Linked DNA regions of Zea mays: regions 2 and 3 are each linked to region 1. The links are chromatin contacts, called in public Hi-C maps. All regions are on one chromosome and are shown on one strand. The core of a region is the stretch at or near the end of the contact, and the rest is flanking DNA. Distances in the headings are between cores, read along the strand shown. Region 1 holds the start of LOC100284909. Region 2 has its middle 7.2 kb from the start of LOC111589826. Region 3 holds the start of LOC100283553.

Evidence for each region. A called contact is a pair of places that touch in the nucleus more often than the background predicts.
Region 2: a Hi-C map of bundle sheath shows a contact between it and region 1, with 3 times the contacts expected there. The contact joins the enhancer-like site here to the promoter of LOC100284909 in region 1. A contact is called at or near these places in 4 of 25 Hi-C or Micro-C datasets (bundle sheath, leaf and tassel).
Region 3: a contact with region 1 is called in a Hi-C map of tassel, with 3 times the contacts expected there. The contact joins the promoter of LOC100283553 here to the promoter of LOC100284909 in region 1. A contact is called at or near these places in 3 of 25 Hi-C or Micro-C datasets (ear, leaf and tassel).

The regions. Positions count from the first base shown.
Region 1 is chr7:38,165,207-38,169,103 of Zm-B73-REFERENCE-NAM-5.0, forward strand. It overlaps LOC100284909, which reads right to left and starts at 2,097. Exons shown (of 2, transcript NM_001157804.2): 1 at 1,421-2,097. The coding sequence starts at 1,922.
Region 2 is chr7:38,767,276-38,771,172 of Zm-B73-REFERENCE-NAM-5.0, forward strand. No RefSeq gene overlaps it. Among protein-coding and RNA genes, the nearest start is that of LOC111589826, 7.2 kb to the right of the region's middle. Within about 2 kb of position 2,061, at least 17 of the 20 cell types and tissues checked have an H3K27ac peak or open chromatin away from gene starts, as enhancers often do. A contact at or near this core is called in bundle sheath, leaf and tassel, where this site is marked.
Region 3 is chr7:38,708,586-38,712,482 of Zm-B73-REFERENCE-NAM-5.0, forward strand. It overlaps LOC100283553, which reads right to left and starts at 1,931. Exons shown (of 1, transcript NM_001156453.2): 1 at 566-1,931. The coding sequence starts at 1,792. The coding sequence ends at 737.

The DNA of each region.
Region 1 (3,897 bases), core at 847-3,346:
TTCTCTAGATACTTTTTATTTTTATTGGAGCTTAGTGACTAGTCGTCTAGTCCTGATCTTACAGCAAAAAATTTATTGTTCAATAAACCAAAAGCAGCTGGTTTGCAATTTTTGGTTGGTGATTGCATATATATTCAATTGTACAACTCGTTAGTTTATTTAAAAAGGATTCTGTGCAAACATTAAAATTAGCATTTCAGCACAAAAAAAAAGATTAATACACGACAAATAATAAATCAAATGAAGGAAAAGTGCAGAAAGTATAAAAAAATGAGCAGACAATTTAACAGTATTTCAATTAAACTGCGGTTATTTGTGCTAGGAGATGCATCTCAACTTCTCAACAAGCTGTCCATATCATAGTACGGCAAGGAAAATATACGTGATGCAGTAATGACAAAAAGAGTTGTGTAGTCTTAATAGACAACCTATGTAAATCTAAAGGTCAGTAGTGATTTGTGGTCCTCGAGATAAGTCCGGCAGCATATTCTTATAGGAACCACAAAATAAGGGACCATTATGAGAATACCAGCTTACCAGCACAGGTATTGTGTGACTAGCAGCATGAGTAAATCACACGTCATTGCATCAAAAACCACAGAATAAGGGTAACCTGTCGGTTTAACCAAATGGGCAAGGCTTGAAATGTGTGACTAGCAACAAAATCAAAGTACACATCAGGAAGAAAAGTGTATTGCTCCATCCCAAGGCTGCATATACCACTTTCCAAAATGCATCTTTTACACAGAACAGATGCAACGAGTAGGTCATGATACCATTGCCAAGGGAACAAGGCACCTACGTCTATGTGCTAAACACTTTAGTGCTTTAAACAGAAGTAGCTTGAAAGTGTTTTTTTTTCATGTTTTCATCTGACAATCAGATGGTTACAGCCACACATATTGTAATGAGAAATTGACTGCAGTTGTTGAACTGCAATGTCCAGGGTGTTTCCAATTTCAGAAAGAGACGTGAAATAGCTGCCCCTTTCAATGTGTTCAGCGGCTCAGAAATTTTCGTAGCTAGGTGTTGCTTTCAATGTGTTCAACGGCTCAGATATTTTCTTAGGTTAAAATTCATTCTTACTTTTGTAGAAACAATTGAAGAAACAGTGACATATGATGCCAGACAACTAGAGAAATACAGCCAGATTTCCTGCTGCAAATGTTTCATTGTTGGGAACATTGATGATCACAAGTTTGCTTATGAATTGAAGATAATTCACCCAGATGGAGATGCAGACAATTGCAGCTTATTCGGAAATACTGAATGAAATGCACATAATTTCACGACGAGCATCATTCACATCATAATTCCCTTTCCTCCAACTCCAACATTACTGGAGTCGCACGAACATAATAAGAAAATAAAACGAGAAATAAGCGGGGGAAGGGGAGCAAAAAAGGGATCGGCTGTGTACCTCCAAGGGAGATGTAGGGTATGCGGTGGGCGCGGCCGATGTAGACGGCATCGGAGAGGACCCCGAAGAGCGGCTTGGCGACGAGCGGGAGGCTCCCAGCGTTCTGCAGGAGTTGCAGGCCGGCGGGGCTGAGCCCCATGCCGCGCGTGAGGTGGAAGTTGAGTGCCAGCCACGGGAAGCAGCGGAACCCCTGCACCCAGTACCCGACCCCGCACACCCACCACACCCGGCGCATCTCCCGCAGCGCCCCGCGCCGTTTGGCCGCGGGCGTGAGATGCACGGGCGTGGGCGCGGGTGGCGTGAGTGTCGGCGCGGCCGATAAGTCCAGGAACTGGGCCAGCCCGCGCTTCTGCCGCCGTTCCTCCGGTGTCGTCGGCATCCGGAGGCATAGCGTGACGCCGATGCAGCGCGCGTTCCTGCACGTGGCGGCGGCGGGTCGTGCGGTCGGGCTGCGGGGGAGGTGGAGGTGAAGGTGCGGTGCGCACAGCGAGAGGCAGAGCATGGTGCCGGCGTCTCCCGTCGTCCGCGCGGCGGCGGGCGGGTAGAGGGGGCAGGAATGCGGAGGCGACTTGAGCGGAGCGGGATGGTGTGTGCGGGCTTGTGGTGGGGAGGTTAAGGTGGTCCGGCGGGGCTTCGGGGAGGGAGATACGGAGAGACTTCTGGAAGACGAGAACGGCCGCGCGCAGCTTCGGGGGTTTTTTTTTCTTCTTTTTTTTCTGTCTTTTGGTGCCCAACTGCCCATGCCTTGTGGGCTCTGGACTGTAGTGGCCTGGTGGGGACGCTGGGACGCACCCCGCCTCTCGTGAAGCATTCTTGGCCTCCGATGCCGATTGTTTCATTTCCACAGGATGTTTGAACGGGGTGTGTTTATACTAGGAGTACATTCTTAGTATCTTGATGTGTTTCTGATTCAAAGAAGTAAAAAGATAAACTAAAAACCTTCTATCTGCCCCCTGCTTTTCGCATCCTAGCTGCTTTTCATTGTTCAACTTAGGCGTTGGCTCGTTTTTTAGCCAATCAACAAACAAACTCTAGGGCTGGCGTCACACGATGCAGGGGGCGTTAGAGTCCTCTCTGTGTGAGTGTGGACTGTTCGCGACTGCGTAGAGAGTTTCGGTCTTCTGCGCATAGACCGTTCACGTATGAGCGACGGAAAGTACGCGAGGCGCGCAGAGGGCTTCTTGGATCTTTTGCACCTGAATCTCGCTATCCGGAAGGGATCCATTAGGGAGAAAATATCATAGGGTTGTCCTGTGGTCGGCAGGTCACCCAAAACATATCTAAACGACGTAAAGTCGAGGAGATGTGAAGACTGCAGATGAGAAAGACTAATCTAATTAGGTGGTGCCTCAATCGGTCGTACCTCTTTATATTTATAGGGGAGGTCTGGACCCGTTCCTAGGTGCATCCCAACCGATTCCCACGCGATGAGTTGAATAAGCACGCGCGAGGAAAAGGACTCTCGCCCGAATTAATCTAATCGCGGACCGTCTGGGGCTAGCTCGTCTAGCCGTGCCAAATGTCAAATATGGTGCTCAACACATGCCTCCTACCTTTTGGATAAGCTTAAGCGAACCAAAAGCACCTAGTACAAGTTGTAAACAACTCGATGTGAATCTATCGGTTCTCTAAGCATCTTACCATATACTAGGATGATATCACTTTAGAAAGCGATCATTCAATGCATTGGGCAACTTATCTCCTTGCACCGTTTGTAATGTGTTACCAGAGATCACCTGTGTAACTTTATAAGGCCCTTCCCAACATGGGGACCATTTGCCAAACTTCCAGTCCATCCATACTCCTTAATGGCAAGATTGTCTTTTAAACTAGATCTCCAACCTAAAAAGTCTTAGCCTTTACCTTATTGTTGTAAGCCTTGGCAACTATGATCTTGTCTTTCTCAATCTCCTTTAGAGCCATCAACCTCTTGTCGATCACCAAATCAATACTATCCATCATTAGATCATGGTAGTCACCAACATCTTGATCATTTAGACTAGTAAACCTGATAGCATGCAGGCTAATCTCTATAGTTAAAATAGCTTTCTGTCCATACATGTCGTGGTTTCGGAAGCCAAGGGACAATAAGATTTGTGTTCGGCAGGGGTGCAAGTTTAGACGAAATGGTCTTGGCCTTTGTTTGAATGGCCTAAAATCAGGTTTGATGTGTAACTGATGCTCAACTAGCTCTCGGCATAAGCCTGTCATCTCATTATAACTCCAAGAAAAATAATCAGAATACTCTAATAATAATTCGATCATTTTATTCCTAGAATTGGATTTTAGGTTTTTGTTTACAAAAGACGGCCTTGGAGTGTTACCATCTCCTATGTCAACTTCCTCCAAAGGATCAGCCGAAGTAAACCCTTGTCCTAACTTGTAAATCCCTAAATTTCTCTATTGTATACACACTAGAGGAGAATGTTACCCTCCGTGGGGTCGCGGATCGTTTGGTCGTAAAGATCGGACCGTCC
Region 2 (3,897 bases), core at 811-3,310, 600 kb after region 1:
CTCCGCCTCGCCCAACCCGGGGGCTCGGACTCGACCTCGGCCACGGAAGACAGACTCGACCTCGGCTTCGGAGGAGCTTCCACATCGCCCAACCTAGGGCGCAGACCAGCCACGTCAACAGGAGGCGCCATCATCACCCTACCCCAAGCTGACTCAGGCCACGGGGAACAAGACCGACGTCCCATCTGGCTCGCTCCGCCAGATAGGCAATGATGGCGCCCCGCATACTCTGTGACGACGGCGGCTCTCAGCCCCCTTACGGAAGCAAGAGGACGTCAGCAAGGACTCAACAGCTCCGACAGCTGTCCCTCCGCCAGGCTCCAGCACTCCTCCGACGGCCACGACATCACACCAGCTGGGTGCCAAAATCTCTCCGGCTGCCACAACGGCATGTACTTAGGGCGCTAGCTCTCCTTCGCTAGACACGTAGCACTCTGCTACACCCCCATTGTACATCTGGATCCTCTCCTTACGCCTATAAAAGGAAGGACCAGGGCCCTCTTAGAGAGGGTTGGCCGCGCGGGGACGAGGACGAGACAGGCGCTCGCGTGAGGCCGCTCGCTCCCTCTCCCGTGTGGACGCTTTTAACCCCCTACTGCAAGCGCACCCGACCTGGGCGCGGGACGAACACGAAGGCCGCGGGATTTCCACCTCTCTCACGCCCATCTTCGGCCACCTCACTTCCCCCCTTCGCGCTCGGCCTCGCGCCGACCCATCTGGGCTGGGGCACGCGGCGACATTTCACTCGTCGGCTTAGGGACCCCCCGGTCTCGAAACGCCGGCATGTCTGCACCTAGTTCTGCCTGTGGATTGGGCTAGTGTACCTTCTACTGCGTTCTGTATTCTGGCTCTCTCGAGCTTGTACCCCGGTATTGTAATAACCTTTATTCGAACTCTATACTATTTGAAGTAAGGAATATGGTTACTAGCTTCCTGGGACTAGTAATTGTATCACATTTGAGTCCCAAAGGATCGGGACGCTTCATTAACTCAAACTAGCTTTCCTAATTAATCAGCCAAGGGCGTCCCATTGCACCCTTATGGTAGCACTGTTTTCCAGGGTGATCGCTCTATGTTCTAATTAACATAATAATCTTATCATGGACAGAAAATAATCCATTGACAATAAATAGCATGAGCATATGTATCTTAACACCAAAAACCATATAGAGCAATAGCAGATACTACCCAACAGTTCAGTGGTAAGCAAGGTATAAACTAGATCAAACTAGGCTAACCTACTGGGTCCCATAAATTTAACCTGAGAATATCATAGTGATTAATAGGAACATTATTGGGTAAAGAAGAGTGATCAAGGGTACAACTTGGCTTCAACGAGCTCCTACTCAGTATTTTCCACCTGCTGTGCTCCGGGCTCCTTGGTCACTTGCTCGTCTACTCGCAACAATACAAACAAGCAATGTGCATAGGAGGAACTAACATCACACCAAACATGACAACAAACTACGTAATAATGTTCTACGTGTTGCTACGAGATCATAGATTCAAGAATGACTAAATCAAAGTTACAATGTGAGAGTTATGGATTAAAACAATATTTTCAGGCGCAATAAATCTAATAGATATAGGTCACGCAATATCTAATTATAAAGATATGTGATAAGGTATAAATTATGTTGTTACTGTGTAGCCAAAATTCTTATGAAGTTAACGCAACTAGAACGGAAGCAAACAGAGTTAAAACGAATTAGTTATTGATTTTCTAAGTTCTTAGATTTATTTTTAATCTAAAAATTGATTTTCCTTATTTATTTTGGGTATTTCACTCTTATGGACTTGGGCTCATATTTAAATAGAATACAGGAGCTAAACCGTAAGAACCAGGGTCCCAAATTAGATGAACTAGGACTTGCTCGGGATGGCGGATTAAATATGTATAAACCAAGGAGCTCTTTAGACAAATTTCCCTCTGTGAAGGGGTATTCGTGCATCTAGGCCACACGATCTATCTCTGATGGCCCAGATTAGATCACCTACCCCCTGAACCGGTACACAACGCAGACCGCTGGATCACAGATCAGCGGCACACGTCCTCCCCACACCAAGGCCCTCGGTTCTTAGATCTGCGGTATGGATTTTACTAACTGAAAGGGTATCCTCTGCACTAATCTCAGTCGTTCCACGTCGGATCGACGATGACGATTTTAAACAACAGAAGTCCCCCTGGATCCGCCTGATCCCTACACCCGGCCGAATCGACACCCCATTGATTTAATCTAGATCGTTGATTTCTCAATCCATGGCCATGACTTCCTCTTCTACCTCCCAACTCGGCTGGGCGACGACGCTGAGTGCCCAGGGCAATGCCCACGCCGGAACCTAATGACTTAAGGTCCCCGCGACCAAACCCGGGTGCTACAAACGACAAACCGGACGTGGAGGGCTTAATGAACTCAGGAGGGAAAATCTTAACGGTACCCGGAGCAGTCCTGTGACTTGGAGTGGCTCCGTGGCAGCGACCAACATCTATCAGTAATTCACGGTTCCACAGCAGCCACCGGCACCAACAACCGCTACAACAGACCCTGAGTTGGCCGACGACGCTCCCCGTTTCGCGGACAGCGGCAACACTCCGCTCCTCTCCGGTCCATTAGCACTCTAGTCGCTCCCCCACTCTGTGTTGACGATAGGGTGTCGAGAACCTAAACCAGGGAAACTTTGGTCAAGGCGGTGGCGTAATTTATAGGCCCGATGCAAAGTATCGGTTTGCAACACCCAGATCATCGGATCTCAACAGCCCCGCATGGATAAGAACAACCCTAGCTGCGGACGGCTACATGCTCGCGGTTTTGCTTACAAAAATTATAAGACGATCTGACCGGGGAGGACCACATGTCAGAGAGCCCCCACGACACAAGCACGACGACGGTCTAGTAGGTGGGGTCTGCTTGGTAGCCTCAACCGGCCCACACCAGCGTGCACGGCAGAGTCCGAAGGTCGGTCGCTTGGAGGGGTGGCTGGGCCGCAGTTTTGATTTTGGCCCAGGACGCGGGTAGGTTGGCTCTTTTTATTATTATATTTTCTTTTTATTTCTTTGTTTTCTTTTATCCTTCCTATTTTTCCTAGTTTAAGTTCTCAAATTCAATTTGTTTTGTGATATCCACACACATGTTTAGTGCACAAACAAAAAAATTCCAGCATGATGCATATTTCCATATATTGTTTAATAGGCATTTAGGAGAGAATATGCCTCGCAATTAAAACATTGATTGCCCTAAATTCTCATTTTATTTCTCAAAGAGTTAATTAGTACATTGACAATATGCACCTATATACACATATATTTAAGGGTTTACAGTTGTCACGGTCTCGCAAGACTCTCGCCCCACTCGGTACAATTACAACGGCTCACACATTAGTCGAGGGGTTTTGTGGGATTTTCTAAATTCACTCAACTAACTAGGATTCACCTAGAGCAAGCGCATAAGCGGTCTAACTAACCTAAGCACTACGCAAAACACCTACGCTAATCACCGAGTGATTCTATTAAGCACTTGGATGTTTGAGCACTTGGAAATATCTATATTATGTATTGGTATGTTTCTTGGTCTCCCACGTCTTCAAATGGCCAGTTGAAGGGGTATAAATAGCCTCCCCCTCAATTATAGCCGTTGGACAGAAATAGTCGTTGCTTCTATCGTCGGGCGCACCAGATAGTCCGGTGCACACTGGACATGTCCGGTGCCCTGGCCACGTCAGCCAACCATTGAGGTCTATAGCAGTCAACTATTGTAAATCCACAGCCGACCTTTGGCCAGACTATCTAGTGCACACCAGACAGTCCGGTGCTACAACGCCTGAGAGTCCTCGGTTATGGACCTCTCCGCACAGACTTCCCGGTGCACACCGGACAGTTCGGGGCACACCGGACATGTC
Region 3 (3,897 bases), core at 681-3,180, 540 kb after region 1:
ATCTTTTTTGTGTTGTCTTGTTCTTAATTTATAGCATTTGAGAAAAGTCCCCAACACATCCCTTTTTGGATACAATAGACTCTTGGGTCACAAAGACAATTGAGGGGCGACTAAGGTGGCATAAAATTTAGGTAACATATCGTATGCTTAAAGAATTATGGTGCTCAAATGCACATATTAAATCTAGGCCAAGGATCTTTCATCCAACCGTGTCCAGCTATTTTGCGTTTACATCCTTCCATCTCCTCTTTTCCCGCGGAAGAATTTTTGTTTTGCCCCCTCCACATCGATTATCATGGTATGAGGAAATTAACAGCCATAAATTAACACCCAAGAATTATCATCGACGGGGCTGCTGCGTCCACAGAGAAGGACTAGGCTCTATTTCTATTTATTTTAAAACTAAAATTAGTTAAGAACACATATAAATTATGAAGAAATATTTGAATCCTGTGAGGCAAAATTTCATTTAAATCGTAGTTTTATTCCTCCTATGTATACGATTTAGGGAAAAAGAGCAGGGAAAACAGTTGTTGGAGAGAAGGTTTTCATCCGACACGGTATAGCAAAACTGGAAAATATAATCTGAAATAGAGAAGCAATGATTCTGAACATGTTGCCAAGGCCAGAATTACTGCATCAAGATTCCAGAATCAGAAGTGGATGAAAGATAAAGAATGTAGCAACTAGTGTAACTGATCGTTCACATGAAGATGGAGTCATCCCGCTCGACGCTTCAATTGGTTGGTCGCAGCGTAGCCTTGAGGATATCAGTGAGCACCGAGGGGCAGCTTGCTTCCAGGTGCTTGTACCCCTCTGTCTCCAGGACGGCGTCAAGATATCCCGCGATGAACTCGATGCAGCTAGCCTTGAGCTGCGAGCAGCCATGCTGCTCCGCTAGCGCCAGTGTGGTCGCCACCGTGTCGACGGTGATGCGGTCCGCGAGCCAGCCCACGCAGATAAGTTTGAGCATGTCCAGGCCGTACCTGTCCGCGCCGGCAAGCAGATGCTGCGCCAACGACGTCCCGCCGTCGCCCTTCTTGTCCAGTTCCGGCGCCGTGCCAGTGTAGATGAAGCGAAGCACGGCCTTGAACGCCGCGGGCTTTATGTCCTTCACCTCGATGTGCCGGGACGCCTCCTCCTTCATTCCCCCAAACAGCTCCGCCATGAACACCGGCGACCTCGAGGCAAGGATGGCCTTGTGCGCGGCGAACTTCTCGCCGGACACATGGAACGTGACGTCCGCGCCCGTCCCCTTCTGCAGAAGTTCGCCCAAGTGCCGGTGCAGTTCGAGGGACGGCAGCATCGCAGCATCGCGATCCATGGCCGTCGCCGCAGCCGCAGCCGCAGTATTCCGCGCCGGCGCTTTTTTTAGCACCGTGATGCTGCACTCCACGGTGTAGGAATCGTCCACCAGGTAGCCAGACTTCTCCAGATCCTCTCTTCCCGTCACCTGGATTGCACCGGAGTAATCGCCGGACTTGTAGAACTTATGCGATTTGCTATTCTCCTTCGACGGCTTCAGCCTCCCGGTCGGATCAACCAGGCGGCAGCTGAGCTTGGCCTTGACGTCGCCGCCGCGCGCTTCGGAGATCAAGACGAGCCTCAGCGTCACCGGGCGCTCGTGGCCCTCCGAGTGATCCTTGGGACGCAAGTGGACCTCCCAATCGTGGCCACCGACGGCCCATTTCCTCGACATGAGGAACTCCCCATCGCACATCGCCTTGATCACCGAATGGCCTACAACCTTGAGCAGGTCCTTGGAGCGAGCAACATCGGTGAGGTATTGCATGGTGGGTGATTGGATGACAGGGATCTACAGTTCTCTCTAGAGGTGGCGGCGCGAATCAGTTTTTGCCCTAGCCCAATTTATGAACGCCGTCGCCGGCAGGGTCGGTTGGGGTACTGTGGCGCACAGCTGGCGCTCATTTGAAGTGGTGACGGCTCGGCTGCTGCCTGCTGCGTATACACGTCGTTCGAGATGAGATCAGGTTTTCCTGTACACGAACCTCGTTCCGTCGAGTTATGGCTATAGTATTATGTGGTGGAGACTTTCTTATATTTTACAAAATTTATTAAAAAAGCAATAATTAAATTCTAAAATAAAAGGTTGTTCTAAAAATATCCAAATATTAATACTAATTATATACTATAAATATTAATTATTTTTAGATATGTAGATAAAGTTAAAAAATAATTGGTTTTTAAAAATGAGAGTGTCAACTATTTTAAGAAGGAGGATATAGCATTATGTGAACTTTAAAATTCTACTAATACATTGTTTGCGTTGTAACAGCACACAAATTACTTGAGTGGATCATAACTATACAATATTCAGAGAAACATAAGAGAGGAGATAGAGAAATTGAAAGTCGCCTAGAGGGGGGTGAATAGGGCGAAACTGAAATTTACAAATATAAACACAACTACAAGCCGGGGTTAGCGTTAGTAATAAAGAAACGAGTCCGTGAGAGAGGGCGCAAAACAAATCCCAAGCGAATAAGTAAGTGAGACACGGAGATTTGTTTTACCGAGGTTCGGTTCTTGCAAACCTACTCCCCGTTGAGGAGGCCACAAAGGCCGGGTCTCTTTCAACCCTTCCCTCTCTCAAACGATCCACGGATCGAGTGAGCTTTCTCTTCTCAATCACTTGGAACACAAAGTTCCCACAAGGACCACCACAAGTTTGGTGTCTCTTGCCTCAAATTACAAGTGAGTTTGATTGCAAAGAAAGGATCAAGAAAGAAGAAAGCAATCCAAGCGCAAGAGCTCGAAAGAACACAAGCAAATCACTCTCTCTAGTCACTATGGCGTTGTGGAGAATTTGGAGAGGATTTGATCTCTTTGGTGTGTCTAGAATTGAATGCTAGAGCTCTTGTAGTAGTTGGGAAGTGGAAAACTTGGATGCAATGAATGGTGGGGTGGTTGGGGTATTTATAGCCCCAACCACCAAAAGTGGCCGTTGGGAGGCTGTCTGCTCGATGGCGCACCGGACAGTCCGGTGCACACCGGACAGTCCGGTGCCCCCTGCCACGTCATCACTGCCGTTGGATTCTAGCCGTTGGAGCTTCTGACTTGTGGGCCCGCCTAGGTGTCCGGTGCACACCGGACATGTACTGTTTGCTGTCCGGTGTGCCGGAATGGGCGCGCCTGACATCTGCGCGCGCAGAGCGCGCATTAAATGCGCGGCAGAGAGCCGTTGGCGCGGAGATAGCCGTTGCTCCGGAGTCGCACCGGACAGTCCGGTGCACACCGGACAGTCCGGTGAATTATAGCGGACTAGCCGTTGGAGTTTCCCGAAGCTGGCGAGTTCCTGAGGCCGCTCCTCTGTGGCGCACCGGACACTGTCCGGTGTACACCGGACAGTCCGGTGAATTATAGCGTGAGTGCCTCTGGAAATTTTCCGAAGGTGGCGAGTTTGAGCTGGAGTCCTCCGGTGCACCGGACACTGTCCGGTGGTGCACCGGACACTGTCCGGTGTACACCGGACAGTCCGATGCTCCCAGACCAGAGGGCCTTCGGTTCCCACTTTGCTCCTTTGTTGAATCCAAAACTTGGTCTTTTTATTTGCTGAGTGTGAACCTTTTTACACCTGTATAACTTGTGCACTAGAGCAAACTAGTTAGTCCAAAGATTTGTGTTGGGCAATTCAACCACCAAAATTATATAGGAACTAGGTGTAAGCCTAATTCCCTTTCAATCTCCCCCTTTTTGGTGATTGATGCCAACACAAACCAAAGCAAATATAGAAGTGCATAATTGAACTAGTTTGCATAATGTAAGTGTAAAGGTTGCTTGGAATTGAGCCAATATAAATACTTACTAGATATGCATGGATTGTTTCTTACTTATAACATTTTGGACCACGCTTGCACCACATGTTTTGTTTTTGCAAAA